Linked DNA regions of Mus musculus: regions 1, 2, 4 and 5 are each linked to region 3. A link is a contact called in public HiChIP or PLAC-seq and promoter capture Hi-C data. All regions are on one chromosome and are shown on one strand. Each heading gives the region's core, a stretch centred on a gene start, on an enhancer-like site or on the middle of the called end of the contact. The rest is flanking DNA. Distances are from core to core; before and after follow the strand shown.

The links. Promoter capture Hi-C pulls out the DNA fragments that hold promoters and counts their contacts. HiChIP or PLAC-seq counts read pairs in DNA pulled down with a chosen protein or histone mark. Capture Hi-C pulls out chosen DNA fragments and counts their contacts.
Region 1: a contact with region 3 is called in a promoter capture Hi-C map of adipose tissue. The contact joins the promoter of Cd2bp2 here to the promoter of Tmem219 in region 3. A contact is called at or near these places in 9 of 39 promoter capture datasets (the C10 cell line, Sertoli cells, cranial neural crest and 5 more), 10 of 484 Hi-C or Micro-C datasets (B cells, CD4 T cells, Th1 cells and 6 more), 22 of 115 datasets of contacts at active chromatin or transcription factors (the 230-238 cell line, the SCID.adh cell line, bone marrow-derived dendritic cells and 11 more) and 4 of 9 other capture datasets (adipose tissue, liver, macrophages and 1 more).
Region 2: a contact with region 3 is called in a promoter capture Hi-C map of the SN4741 cell line, with 4 times the contacts expected there. The contact joins the promoter of Septin1 here to the promoter of Tmem219 in region 3. A contact is called at or near these places in 6 of 39 promoter capture datasets (the C10 cell line, the SN4741 cell line, cranial neural crest and 3 more), 1 of 15 datasets of contacts at CTCF or cohesin (embryonic stem cells), 7 of 484 Hi-C or Micro-C datasets (B cells, CD4 T cells, Th1 cells and 3 more), 14 of 115 datasets of contacts at active chromatin or transcription factors (the 230-238 cell line, the SCID.adh cell line, bone marrow-derived dendritic cells and 7 more) and 4 of 9 other capture datasets (adipose tissue, liver, macrophages and 1 more).
Region 4: a contact with region 3 is called in an H3K4me3 HiChIP or PLAC-seq map of bone marrow-derived macrophages, with 3 times the contacts expected there. The contact joins the enhancer-like site here to the promoter of Tmem219 in region 3. A contact is called at or near these places in 4 of 39 promoter capture datasets (3T3-L1-derived adipocytes, hematopoietic stem and progenitor cells, liver and 1 more), 3 of 115 datasets of contacts at active chromatin or transcription factors (the 230-238 cell line, bone marrow-derived macrophages and large pre-B cells) and 2 of 9 other capture datasets (adipose tissue and liver).
Region 5: a contact with region 3 is called in a promoter capture Hi-C map of liver, with 2.2 times the contacts expected there. The contact joins the promoter of Zfp747 here to the promoter of Tmem219 in region 3. A contact is called at or near these places in 3 of 115 datasets of contacts at active chromatin or transcription factors (large pre-B cells, memory CD8 T cells and regulatory T cells) and 1 of 9 other capture datasets (liver).

What each region holds. Positions count from the first base shown.
Region 1 is chr7:127,194,825-127,197,524 of GRCm38.p6, forward strand. Cd2bp2 (CD2 cytoplasmic tail binding protein 2) reads right to left here and starts at 1,253. Exons shown (of 7, transcript NM_027353.4): 1 at 1,105-1,253; 2 at 537-637; 3 at 199-334; 4 at 1-77. The coding sequence starts at 614. It overlaps Tbc1d10b (TBC1 domain family, member 10b), which reads right to left. Exons shown (of 9, transcript NM_144522.5): 9 at 2,635-2,700.
Region 2 is chr7:127,217,102-127,219,801 of GRCm38.p6, forward strand. It overlaps Septin1 (septin 1), which reads right to left and starts at 1,344. Exons shown (of 11, transcript NM_017461.2): 1 at 1,306-1,344; 2 at 1,040-1,130; 3 at 870-956; 4 at 518-641. The coding sequence starts at 1,308.
Region 3 is chr7:126,896,961-126,899,660 of GRCm38.p6, forward strand. It overlaps Tmem219 (transmembrane protein 219), which reads right to left and starts at 1,318. Exons shown (of 6, transcript NM_026827.1): 1 at 1,264-1,318; 2 at 66-267. The coding sequence starts at 230.
Region 4 is chr7:127,164,447-127,167,146 of GRCm38.p6, forward strand. No RefSeq gene overlaps it. Among named protein-coding and RNA genes, the nearest start is that of Spn, 28 kb to the left of the region's middle. Within about 2 kb of position 1,320, at least 24 of the 459 cell types and tissues checked have an H3K27ac peak or open chromatin away from gene starts, as enhancers often do. A contact at or near this core is called in bone marrow-derived macrophages, where this site is marked.
Region 5 is chr7:127,374,746-127,377,445 of GRCm38.p6, forward strand. Zfp747 (zinc finger protein 747) reads right to left here and starts at 1,305. Exons shown (of 3, transcript NM_175560.3): 1 at 898-1,305; 2 at 644-757. The coding sequence starts at 1,081.

The DNA.
Region 1 (2,700 bases), core at 3-2,502, 300 kb after region 3:
TTCCTCCATCTCTTCCTGCAGGTTGAAGGGTGTGATCCTCACACCGCCCTCACTAGGGAGAGTAGCTGCTTCCTGACCTGCACCGAAGACATTGGGGGTGGGGCATGCTAGACACGCAAAAGGGAAGCAGGCACACCTCCCACCTCCATCCTGAAGGCTTGTCCCCCCAACTCAGTTAACGCTTCGGACATAGCTCACCTTCTACATCCTCTGAGGCCAGGATATCATATTTGCTGGACCCTTCCTCATCATCATCCTCTTCATCACTGTCTAAAGAGTGCTTGCCTTTGAAGCGGCTCCCAGGACCACCTGCTGCAGCCACAGGGTCCACCAGCTGTGAGGAGGCCGAAGCAAATGAGAAATGCAGCCAACTGGGTAGTTCCCCAGATACTCCAGGATCTGTACACAAATCTTTCCAAACCCAGTGCGCCGGGGAAAACTAACACTTCCTTGGCTTCCCGGCTTTCCTCCCATCAGATTTCTCCTTCTTCTTTCCTCTCAGTCCTCCACGGAAATTCGAAATCTGGCCATCTCACCTTCTTTTTGGGCACACTGATTTCATCTTCACCATCCTCATCTCCAACACCCTGAAAAGTCACTTTCCTCTTTGGCATGATTGGCTGTGGATTTCCTCCAGCTGGACCTCGGAAAAAGATATGTAGTGAGGAAGTGAGGTAAGGAGAGAGGACCGCGGGGGAGTGCAGGGGCCACCAACATTTTTCCTGGTAAATGTGAGCGAGGACAGATCGCTAAAGCATCTGAGAGAACTAGCAGGCACGACGTCCGGGGTTGGTTGGGCAATTCTGAGGCCCGGAGGAGAGGCGATGGGAAGGATCTCCGCCCCCGCGTGGACCCTGCGGGTATTCCCACCCGGGGATGGGGAGTCAGGTTCCCCTACGTCACCACTCCCCTACCAGTCCGGAGCTACCGAACTCAACCACCTCTCCCACCCGAGTGCTCACAGAGGCCGGTCGGACCCAAGAGCTGGAGCTGCCTAGATCCCCGAATACCACGTAGCGACCTGCTCGGCCATGTCCTTGGCGTACAAACTAAAGGCGAAGCAAACCCGCGGGGATTCAAACAATCTTACCCGCCGGTGCTCACCTAGGAACCCAGGGTCAGGCGGGGAAGAAAAGGAAAGATGCTTTCGCCGGTATTACATCCGGGGCACCCGCCTTCATCACCCGGAAAAAAACCGTGGAGACCGGCATAGGACCCGGAAGTGGCTTCACTTCTATTCAAAAAGGGCGGATGCATACCATTAGCCAAGGCCGACTCGCGGCAGGAAGTGACGCAAGACCTGCAAAGACTCGCGTGAACTACGTCCTTGCCTCACGGGACTTGAGGATGGCGGGAAATGTTTTATTATTCCTCTACGATGGAGGCTACAGTGAGGATAAGGACGTGGTGTGCTAAGAGGTTCCCAAGGCCTGGATGGAGAGGCACAGGCCGAACAGAGGCTTCGGGCTTCCGTTTGCATGTATGGATAGGGTTCTGTACGCCTAGTGGCCTTCAGTAGACACCCGGGCTTCCGATCTTAACGCAGTCCCAACACTCGGGAAATTGAAACAGGATTGATTGTCGCGAGATTGACGACAGTCTGGGATACAACATGAGACCGTCTATTTTTAAAGAAAGTCTTGCTCTTCTCTCTGAGTCCTGCTTCTGATTATAAGCGCTCGGGCACCTTCCAAACCAAGCCCTTTTAGAACCCAGGAGTCATTTGCACCATGTCTATTCTCCCACTTAATTCCTAGTTTCTGTAGCGGGACAACCATCACAGGAGGTGCCACTGGCTTCCGTCCGTGGCCTGTAACCAGGCAGAAGCCCATCAGTTACACGAAGCCTACCTCATCCCTTAGCAAACTGCCAAAGGGCTGGGATCCAGCTCCTGCAAAGCTGGGGCCAGGTGAGATCTTCCCCAATAGTGAGGTTTAGATCTGGAGCTCTGGGGAACAACTCAAACCTCAACGCCTCCACCCCCGTCCCCACCCTCGGCTAAATAGCTCCGGTGATCCTACTAGAGTTGGAAGAGGGCAGCCAGATGGACCACGCCTTTCTCCTCCAGGGTTTTCTCCCATTGTGAATCATGAAACTTCACTTCTGTGGGTACAGAACACAAGTTCTAGACCAGGAGGGCATCTTGCTACAGACAGGACCCTGAAGAAAGCAGCTCTCAGCACTGCTGGTTCATCCGGAGGGGGTTTTCTCTACCTGGAGACCACACACCCTGATCCCCTTTCTGCTGAGAAGTGCCAAGTGGAGCTTTACGGCCACAGAAGCCCACACCTTTATCATCCTGACCCGGAGTAGAGGGTGTGTGGCAAAGATCTAGCCACAGAAAACAAGAGCTGCGCAGTTTGGTTGTGTGTACCTGCTGGGATGAACCCCAGGCAGTTAGTCTACCCTAGACGCCCAGGGAACTGCACCAAGCTGCTGACCAAGAACCCAGCCCAATCTAAAGATGGTGGTTTTGCACACACTCTCAGGCCCCTCCTTCAGCTTCCAGGGGGCTGAAGCCATTGGAAAGGCGATCCCAGTCCTGCAAGCTGTGCAGAGGATCCCAGGAGGCCAGTGAGAGTGGGAGCAGCAGAATCCAGGCAAAGCTGAGGAGGAAGGAGCTGGACCACTATGTTTGTTGATGAGAGATGAAGTGAGCGTTTACTGTGACTCCTTTTGGGGGTCGAATACTATTCACAG
Region 2 (2,700 bases), core at 94-2,593, 320 kb after region 3:
GACTGTGCAGTCCCAAGTCATTTCTTTGCTCCTAACCAAAGCCATCAGGGACAGCTGGCCACAGTACATGAGACATCAGAATGTGGTGGCTGCACACCTGTAATCTCAGCACTCAGGAAGCTGAGGCAGGAGGATTGTCACATTTGAGGCCACCATGGCCTACATAGTGAGTTCCAGGCCAGCTAGGGCTAATGTGACACCATGGCTAAAAACAAAAACAAGCCACAACAACAACAAAAGCATCGAACAAACCAGGCATGCATATATATACCTGTAATCTCAGGAGGAGGACTTTGAGTTTCAGGCCAGTCTGGGCTACACAGTGAATTTGAGGTCCCTGAGCTACATAGAAAAACCTTATCTCAAAACAAGAAACACTGGATACTTTGGGCTAGATTGTTACCAGAAACAGGTGCCCCCTTTTGGGTCAAGGGGCTGTGACAAGCCAGCCCTACAACTGACCTCTGGTTTTCCATAATGGAAGAAAGGCTTAGCTCCTGCCCCTCCCCCTTCTCACCAGTCTGAGCAGTCCACAGAGTCCCCAAAGCCAGGCGTGTCCACCAAGGTCAACTTCACCTTGATACCTCCCTCCTCAATCTCCACACCCCGGCGCTCAATGGTCAGAGTTTGTGCCGTGCGAGCTATGGGGACAGAGAATTGGCTGCGTAGGGCTCTGAAGCAGGGCTCCATTCCCACATGTGTTTTCAGGGGAGGAAACCATCTCAGAGAAAACCAGAGGCCACCAAAGTCCCCAGATAGAAAGAAAAAGAATGCAGCCTGATAACACAGGAAGAGGCCAGGGACAGCACAGAGGGAAGCCAGGACAGCAGTGGGGATGGGAAGCCTGTGGAGACTCGGGGTAGATTTACCACTGGCATCTGGCACCTGCCGATCCTCGTAGAGGTTGGTGAGGAACAAGCTGTTGATGAGGGTGGATTTCCCCAGGCCTGACTCCCCTGTGTACGGGACAGGCCCACTGGTCAGACAGGAGGATGGCCATGATCTCATAAGTACATCACCCCCTCCAGAACCCACAGACCTGCCACCATGAGTGTGAAGTCAAACCCCTTCTTGACAGACTTGCGATGCAGCTGGTTGGGCAGGGCAGCAAAGCCCACATATTCCTTGTCCTGTGGGGGTAAAGGGAGACAATATGAGGTTCTTGGACATGGCAGGGAGTGCCCCAGTACCACCTGAGCCCAAAAGCTAGTAAGGCCACTTACTGTGGGTTAACTTTGAACTGGGGACCCTCGAGGGAGAGAGCTGGCCCTGAATGACTAGATTCCTGGGCCCCCGAGAACTCACCATGGCTCTGCTGGTTGTCGCTTGCACCTGGTGTTGCTCCCCACTTCCTCTGGTGGGGCAGGAAGTTGAACGGTGTCAAACAAAGGGGGGGGGGTGGAGTGAGGGGGCAGTGCAGGAAGCTGAGCTGCTTAGAGAGAGGTGAGAACCCATGCCCATCCCTTTTCTTTTAGTCCAAAGATTTTATTCTTTGCGCACACAAGTAGAGGCCAGAACAGGGCATTGGATCCCCTGGACCTGGAGTCACAGGGAGCTGAGCATTGCCTGGCATAGACAGAGGGAGCTGAGTTTGGGTCCTCTGTAAGAGTGGCACCCTCTGAATTGATAAGCCCCGATGCATCTCTTCCCGCCACCTTATATACAGCTTCAGCCCCTTCATTCTCCACATGGCTTTATGATGAGACTTACCATGGCCCTCATCATCATGGTGAGAGGTGGGTATGGACAGAAAGAAAGGAAGCAAGATGTTCTCCTTAGCAAGTCTGATAAGAGTTGAGCAAGATGATTTGCAAAAAGTAAAAAAAAAGTTCCCAGGGTGTGAGCGAACATAAAAACCACGATAGAATTGGAGGTAGGTGACTAACAGTTCCAGGCTCAGGCTATGGGTTCTTTTTGAGGGTCTTAGTGCTTGGATTGAACTCAAGTCATGGGTACTGCTGTGCTCAACTCCACTATACTCCCAGCTCCCAATGGATTTTGGACATTTTGACACAGGACTGTCAAAGGTCTTGCTGTCTATCCAGTCAGGCCTTGAATCAGCCTCCTGAAAGCTAGGACTCCAGGCCCACGTGTACCTCCATTACAGCTGTCTTGCTTTTGAGACTGGATCTCCTGGAAGCCTAGGCTGGCTTCAAACTCACTTTGTTGTCAGAATGACCTTCAGCTCTTGATCTACTATGCCTTGTCCCTGGCTGTCCAGGGCTGGGATTACAGGTGTGTGCAGACCTGGTATTTGGTCACAACTATCAGAAAGGCTTTCAAGATCCAGACCCAGGAAGTCACAGCTCAAACTCTTGAGAGCTGCTCCCCCAACGCCCCTAGCCCCTCTACATCAGAATGCAGTCTGCACTCTAGTCTTCTAGTCTTGGGAAGCAAGGTTTGTTTGTCCCTCTTTGCCTGATGGCCTCTCTCTCTCTCTCTCTCTCTCTCACACACACACACACACACACACACACACACACACACACACACACACACACACACACGAGTGATCTGTCTTCACAAACACCCAGAAGGGAGAATCAGATCCCATTACAGATGGTTGCTAGGAATTGAACTCAGGACCTCTGGGAGAGCAGTCAGTGCTGTTAACCAATAGGCCATCTCTCAAGGCTTTTATTTATTTATTTTTACGATTTATTTATTTATTATATGTAAGTACACTATAGTTGTTCTCAG
Region 3 (2,700 bases), core at 68-2,567:
CAGAGAGGTGAGAAGAGCAGCAGGGGCGGGTATATACCACAAGGGTGAGCACCCCGGGTACTTACCTGGGGAATGTCAGGGCTACGGAGGCCAGTTGTGTGGGTGAGGAGGAAGCCACCAAGGCCCAGGCCAGAAAGGCCAAGGAGCAGCAGGATCAAAGTGGCACAGACCAAAGGTGGGTGATGAGCCAGACAGAGATGCAAGTTGTGCCCTGCCTGGCAGCTGCCCATGGGGAGCAGAGGGGTCTGGGCCTCCGTGGGGTGCCTGCTGGAGGACAGTAAGGGAGAACTAGACAAGAGCCTGCTGGTCAGAAGGCACTCACCCATGCTATACAAAGATAACCTAAGGTTAGAAGACAATGAATTTGCTCAAGGCCACGCAGAAAGTGACAGAGCCAGGACCAAAATCCAAGATTCTGAACTCCAAAAGTTCACCTCCTTACAGCACTTAAAAAAAAAAAAAGCTTTCTTTCGTTTCTGAAATATCCAAAGGAGAAGCAGGGAAGAGCATTCTGTACTAGCAAAAGAGATGTGAAACGAATTCTCAGCTGGAGAAAGAGGAAGCAGTTGATCTGGGGTGAGGCTTTGGCAGCCAAGTCACAATCCAGACCGGAAGTGTCTGGGTTCAGTTTCCAGTTTGGAGTTAAGCTAACTAGCCAGGTAGGAATGGACGGCGCTCACACATGCAACCAAGCCAGTTGGTTGTCTGTGAGGTTAGGATGTCCTGAAAGGGAGTTCTAAGAGCACCAAGTAATGAGGATTCGACTGGGCAGCTGTTTGCTCAGTACTTGGCCATGCAGGAATTCAACAGACGTCCATCTCCTTTCTTTCTATTGGTGTCATACTGATCCTTAAGGCCAGAAGCCAGTAGAATACTGAAGCTCAGGGACTCAGAAGTGGTAGGGCTACGGTCTAAAATCCATCTCCAATTTCCGAGTACCCTATTCCAGGCAAGAAGCGATAGACTGATGAAAATAAGCATCTGGAAGGCAGGAGATCATTATAAGGTGTGAGGGGGACAGCGTGGGAAAGTGTGGAAGCCACTGGGAAACACAGGTGTCACATATGCTCGGCCCCGGCGTGGCTCCACGTCCCGGCATTTCTGCAAGGGGGAGGGGAGGAGGAGGGAGGGCAGAGCCTGAGGGGCAGTAGCGGCTGGTGCATCTGGACCTCCCGTCCTCCCCAAAGCCCCTCCAGAAGGATCTCGACACCCGCATCCCTTCCCGATCAAGCGGCGTCAGATCCGTTCGCCACTAGCTCTCACCGCTTGCAGCCCAGCAGAGGCCGGCGCCCCGTGACGTCATGGGTGGCTTGGCGGAGAGGCGGGGCCTTGCTCGCGCGTGCACGCTCCGGCCCCGCCCCAGTCCATTCAGACGCGCATGCGCGGTGACCACGGTTGGAAAGGTTGCTGGCTACTCCCTGGCCTAGTTCCGGCCGAACCAAAAGAAAAGTCACCCAATGGGCCAAGTGGAGGGAGTAACTTGGGAGTAGGTGATAAAACTAGCAACAGCCGAGGGAGGCCGTGCTAGCCGTTTTGGACATCTCAGGGTCTCCCTCCTGAGAGAGCACAGGAGGGTCAGAACCTCACCCAGGCTTCTGGGAAGGACTTGGGGGTCCTCTGGGATGGATGGGACTTTACTCTTCCCCTCTGTGTGTAGTGTATAGGTTTTGCTCTTCTCTGCCCTCTCAAATACTTACGGTCTACACACCTTGCCCTTGGACTTTGGCTCTTTTCTTGAGAGGTCCCTAAGTGCCCAGGACCCTAGAGTTGCAAGGCTGTTCAAAGGGGAACATCTCGTCTCACTCTGTTAGCCTTTTAGAGGGAATATCATCTTACCTGAAACAACATAAGGCACGGAGCCAGGAACTCGGGCTCATCCTCACTCTGGTGATGCAGTCCTGTAACCCCAGCAGTTAGGAGGTGGAGGCCTGAGCATCAGGAGTTCGAAGCCAGCCTGGGATCCCTCCAAAACCAAACAACAACAAAATGAATAAATCTAATTCTGCAAAAGCCATAATAACCCTGTTGTCCTGGGGATAAAACTGTCCCCTTTACAGAAGAACATTTGTTTTGGTTTAGGGTAGGGCAGGGTCTTACTGTGCAGATGACATGGAACTCACTTATGTAGACCAAAGTGTCTTTGAACACAGAGATCCACCAGCCTCTGCCTCCTGTGTGCTGGGATTAATAGTGTGGAACATGGTTCTCTAAAGAAAAACATTTGTACCTCCGGTTTTAGTTCATAACAGTTCTCAAAAAATGTAAATAAAGCAAAAAAAAAAAAGCAAAATGAGGTATCATTCATATCTGTTAGTGTAGCTACCAACAAGAGATCAGAAACTAGCGAGTGTTGGTAAATATGTGGACAAATTGAAACTTCAGCTGAACATTGTTGGTAGGAACATACACTGGTACCGTTATGGGGAAGAATTTGACTTTTCCAAAAAAGGAAAATCAACAGAAATAGTATTGCCATGTGGTTATAATTCTACTTCTGGATATAAAATTGCTGCCCAAATTTGAAACAATGTCTCTGTGAGACTTTGTATACCCATTGTACTGGCTGGTTTTGTGTCAACTTGACACAGACTGGAGTTATCACAGAGAAAGGAGCTTCAGTCTCCATGAGATCCAACTGTAAGGCATTTTCTCAATTAGTGATCAAGGGCGAAAGGCCCCTTGATCAAGGGTGCTATCCCT
Region 4 (2,700 bases), core at 70-2,569, 270 kb after region 3:
CAGGGAGTGTTAAAGCTGAAAATTTCTAAGAGAAAGACCAAATCGACAACTGACCTATTAAAGCAAGCTTTATGTAATACTGGCTAGGACAATGGACCCTGGCCAGATCCATACCCAGGATCCATGAAGATTGGCCCCCAATTAGGTCAGACGGGTGCCTACAAAGGTCAAACCCACAGGCTCTGGTACTTTCTGCTTCCATACATCCTGATGTACTACTTCCTGCCCATGTGTCTTCTGCCTACTGGCGATCAAGGTCTTCCTGTGCAGCATGGGCAACCAAGCTTGTGTACTGAAGGGAAAACACAGGCCTTGTTATCTGACGTGAACAGCAGCCCAGGGAGTTACCTGTCCTTGGGCAAATGGGATTAGCCTTTACAGTCCCCATGTGCAATGTTTAGAACAAAGAAAGTGAAAAAATATATATATAGGGTATGGTGGGATATATTTGTAATCCAGCATTAAGAGACTGAGATAGGAGGATCAAGAGTTTGAGGCCAGCCTGGTAGATTCAGGGAAGCCTGGGTTACAAAGTGAGACAAAAAAAGGGGGGGGGGCAAACTACCCATCAGATAGAAAAGATAGGTAGACCAGATATTCAAACAATAAAACAGTAGAAAACAAGCTAAAGAATGAGAGGCTCTTGTGAGTAGACATTTCTCAAAAGGACGCAGGTATGTGGGCTCATGCAACCAAAGTCACAAAACATCTGGGAGCACTGGTGTTGCTCATAATCTCAGTTCTGGGGAGCTGACTGCAGGGGAGTCCCTGGGGCTCACTCAACAGCCAGGTCCAGGGCCTAGTGAGAGACCCCGTCTAACACAAGGTTGATCTTTGCCTCCACTTACGTGCATATACATACCTGCACACAGACACACACACATATACAAAAAAATAAAACCTTTTAAAATATGGAATTAGAAGCTGGGTGTAATGGTGCATGCCTTCTATCCCAGCAATTCCGGGAGGTAGAGGCAGGAGGATCTCTGTGAGTTTGAGGCCAGCATGGTCTACACAGAAAGTATGTAACACAGAAAAGGATGTAACACAGAAAAACCCTATCTCAAAAAAATAAAGAAACTAGCAAAGAAAACCAGGAGTTAGGTTTGGTGGCTTGTATGTTTAATCCTATCACCCAAGAGGCTGAGGCAGGAAACCCACAGGTTTGAGGCCAGCCTGGGCTATAAATTGAGACCCTGTGCTTCAAAAAGCAAAGCTAACAGCAACAAGAAGTGCTTGAGAGGAGGAGGAGAAGGGAACACTCAGACATTCTTGGTGAGAATGCAAATTAGTATAACCATTATGGAAAACAGTACAAAGGTTCCTCAAAATGCTAGAAACCGGGCTGGGAAGTAGCTCCATGGCAGACAATGTGCATCACATGAGAGGGTTTAATCCCTAGAGAAAAAGAGAAGTATCGTTTGAAAGGTCTTGGGATATCATAACGCTGAAATGATATGAAATGAGAGTCAGGCACAGCGGCACACACCTGCAACCCCAGCACTGGAGAAGAAGGGGGGGGGGCGTTCAAAGCCAGCCTGGCCTAGCTTACATGGAAAGTTCCAGTACAGTCATGAAAGAGCCATCACCTAGGCAATTCTCAGTCACCCCACACTTCCTGGCTTGTCAGGCATGTCCCCAGACTAAGTTATGCAAAGGCTCTGAGAATAGTTCAAAAGAACAACCTTATAAAGTCCCAGATGATAATTACCAACGAAAGGCTACTTCAAAGCTTACACGCGCCATCACTCCAGATTCATGTGAGATACGAGAAACCACGTGTGACATTGTCCAAAACCAAAACCACGAAAAGCAAACAGAACCATTTGATCCAGCAATCCAGCTACTGGGTAAATGGACAGGGAGGGAAGCCTGTGTCCAAGAGCTATCTGCACTGTCACATTGTCACAACTGTCACAGACGAAGGGGTTTGCCTTCTCCAAATGCCTAGCAGCCTTGGGGCCTGGTTAGTTTTGTATCAACTTGACACAGGCTAGAGTTTTCTGGAAAAAGGAACCTCAATTGAGAAAATACCTCCTTTAGACTGTAGGCATATCTGTGACAGGATTTTAGAATTCTCGTATTGCACATGAATCTGGAGTGATGGCGCGTGTAAGCTTTGAAGTAGCCTTTTGTTGGTAATTATCATCTGGGACTTTATAAGGTTGTTCTTTTGAACTATTCTCAGAGCCTTTGCATAACTTAGTCTAGGGGCATGCCTGACAAACCAGGAAGTGTGGAGTGACTGAGAATTGCTTAGGTGGCGGGTCTTTCAAGACAACCGGGAGATCAGATAAGAAGTTTTGGTATGTGGAAATTGACTTGATAAGGTGCCTTTTAGGTAACAATAAAGAGCATCTAGGGAGCTGTCAGTGTTCAGTCCTTGCTAGGCTGATCCCCCTGCTGCAGAGAATTTCATCTCTTTTATTCTGTCCATCCTCCCAGTAGGGCACTTTCTTGATTAAAGATTGTTCTGGAATGGCCCATCCTCCTGTGGGTGGTGCTACCCCTGAACAAGGGAGACTGGGTTCCAGAAGAAAGCAGACTGAGCAAGCTATGCAGAGCAAGCCAGTAAGCAGCAGCCATCTCCCTGCTTCCCCCCACCCCCCAACCTCTACTCCAGTTCCTGCCTTGAGTTCCTGCCCTGACTTCCCTCAGGGTAGACTGCATGAAATGATCCTTTTCCTTCCCACGATGTTT
Region 5 (2,700 bases), core at 55-2,554, 480 kb after region 3:
CTTAATTTCCACAGCCCCACAAGGGGACAGACTGGACACAGGAGTGGAGATGTCACAGCATCTGAGCATGTGCAGTGTGCAGATGTCCAAATGCAGCATAAAGAAAGGGGTCTGGGCCTCGGCTTGGTGGCGCACACCTTTAATCCCAGCACTTGGGAGGCAGAGGCAGGCAGATTTCTGAGTTCGAGGCCAGCCTGGTCTACAGAGTGAGTTCCAGGACAGCCAGGGCTACACAGAGAAACCCTCTAAAAAAATAAAAAATAAAAAATAAAGGAAAAGAATTGAAAAGAAAAGAAAGGTGTCTGTGTGGTCCCAATTCCCAAGTGCAGTAAGCTAAGCACTTCTCAGAGGTGGAAAGCAAGAGCTAAAGGAGACTCCAGAAGGCAGCCACAGTGATGGCAGCAGAGGAGTGGGAACGAGGGGCTACAACCCGTACAGCCTAGTGGCCCTGTATATACGAGGTGAGAGCACTGGACAGAACAATCACAGCCCCTTTCTAGATGAATCCAGGGGCCAGCCATCATGGCTTTGGCCAAGAAACAAAAACAGGGAAGAAACTGCCAGGCAGTAAGTGCAGTCACTAGAAGACACCACACAGGCTGGCAACACAGAAGTTTCCCCAGGCAAGTACCCAGTCCTTCACCTGAGTGGACTTCTGTCCTGCACATGGCCACCTCTGGATCCTGGGCACCGGGTCCCCACACTTCGGACTCTTCCTCCACCCAGCTGATGAGCGCTGGTTTGGCGCATCCGACGTCTGTAGGGAAAGATAGCAAACCCACTAGTCAGGAGGACGACCCAGTTGGTTCCGACCGCCCGTGCCCAGGTCTCTCTGCTGCCACGCAGGACCCACGGTGTCACAGGCATCGCGACCACGGCGGCCAGGAAGGTTCTCACCGAGATAGGTCAGGAGACCGTAGGTCTCGCGCATCACCTCTCGGTACAGGGCTCTCTGCGCCGGCCGCAGATACCTCCACTCCTCCGGGGAGAAGTACACGGCCACGTCCGCGAAGCTCACAGTCCCAGGTTTACAGAACACAGGCGGTACCGAGGCCCTTCCCGGGGCCATCACCTGCGCCATGTAGACTCCCCGCACAGTCCCTGGGTCAGCCCCGCACTCCTGGGATTGCCTGCCCAGTCCAACGTGTCCGTTTTCGGGTACCAGGGCTGAAAAAGGACAGGAACCAGGTCCGTGTGCACCTTAACGTAGGGAAAAAGTGAAAACTGATAGGAGCACAGCGGAGATTTCCGGAAGACCGAGTAAAAATGTGGACTTGGGCGCGGCGTCTCAAAACTACGCTCCCTAGCGGTCCTGCCCAGGGTTGTATCACGTGACTTCCTGCACCAATGACATCAAGCCCTCAACCAAAATGGCCACAGAGTCTACAAGTGCCAGTCTGAGAACAAGTCCCAGGCTGGCAGGCCAACATGACACACCCTGCCTGTGAGCACCACAAACAGGGAGGGTTTTATGGTCTCAGGAGAACCACACCCCTCTCACAGTCAGCTAGGTGGAAGCGGCCTGTGAATAGATGTTTAGTATTTTATTTGTGGTCAGTGTTCATCTTGGAGCTAGAAGCAAGCCTGTGGAGGGAGGGCTGTTAATAAGCTTTTTTTTTTTTTTTTTAAATTAATTTCAACGAGTACTGTAGCTGTCTTCAGACACACCAGGAGATGGTTGTGAGGCATCAAGTGGTTGCTGGGATTTGAACTCAGAACCTTTAGGATGAGCAGTCTGTGCTCTTAGCTGCTGAGCCATCTCTCCAGCCCTGTTAATGAGCTATCAAATGAAGCAGGCCTCCAATTGGGGTGGTTCCACCAGCTTGGTCTACAAATCTCAAACTAGTTGAGGAATACTGACTGCTCCTGATACAGATCAGAGATCACAGAGCTGATCTTTGATCAGCCAGGACACCTGGGACATTCCAGACCATCTAATCTTCTAAAAGGTTAGATGTACACCTGCCCAACTGGATTTCTCTGCCTCACTCATAGGAGGGAGTTAAGATATCTGGGCCATTTGTGAGAGTCCCGGGAGGAATGAGGTCCAACTCACAGTAAGGATTTAAGTCTGACTCATTGTTATTTTAATATAAAAATACCTACTTACAAAAGGGATATTATCCTATTTGTCATCATTCAGAGCTGTTTGTACTTTATAAAAAAAGACAAAGAAACCAGGGATATGTTGGTGGAGGCACAGTGTGGGGTAGGTGAATGGGGTACCTCTGTGAGCTCATGCTCAGGCATCCATTCCTCCAGAGGGACCAGCTCACAATGGTACAGTATAGAATAGAGTTCATTTAAGGCATGGGGAGGAGAGTTGACTGCTTAATAGAGACAGAGGCAGGGAGACAGAGAGAGAGGGAGAGAAGGGGGAAGGATAGAGGGATTGAGAGAGAAAGAGAGAGAGACAGAGAAAGAGAGGGAGTAGAACACATATAGAGGGGGGAGGGGAATGGGGAGAGAAGGGACAGAGCAGAAGAGGGTTAGAGAGCAAGAGAGCAAAAGGAGGGAGCAAGCAGACCCTTTTATAATGAGTCATGGCTGTTGGCAGGAAACGAGGGCAGAGCCTAGAAGAAATGTTAACATTCCCCCATTTTGGTTTAATTAAAAAAAGGGAAATTTTCAAAGTGGTGATGGTGAAGCAGGAGTAGGGTTGTCATGATGTCTGACTATCATGATGTCTGACTACTTCCT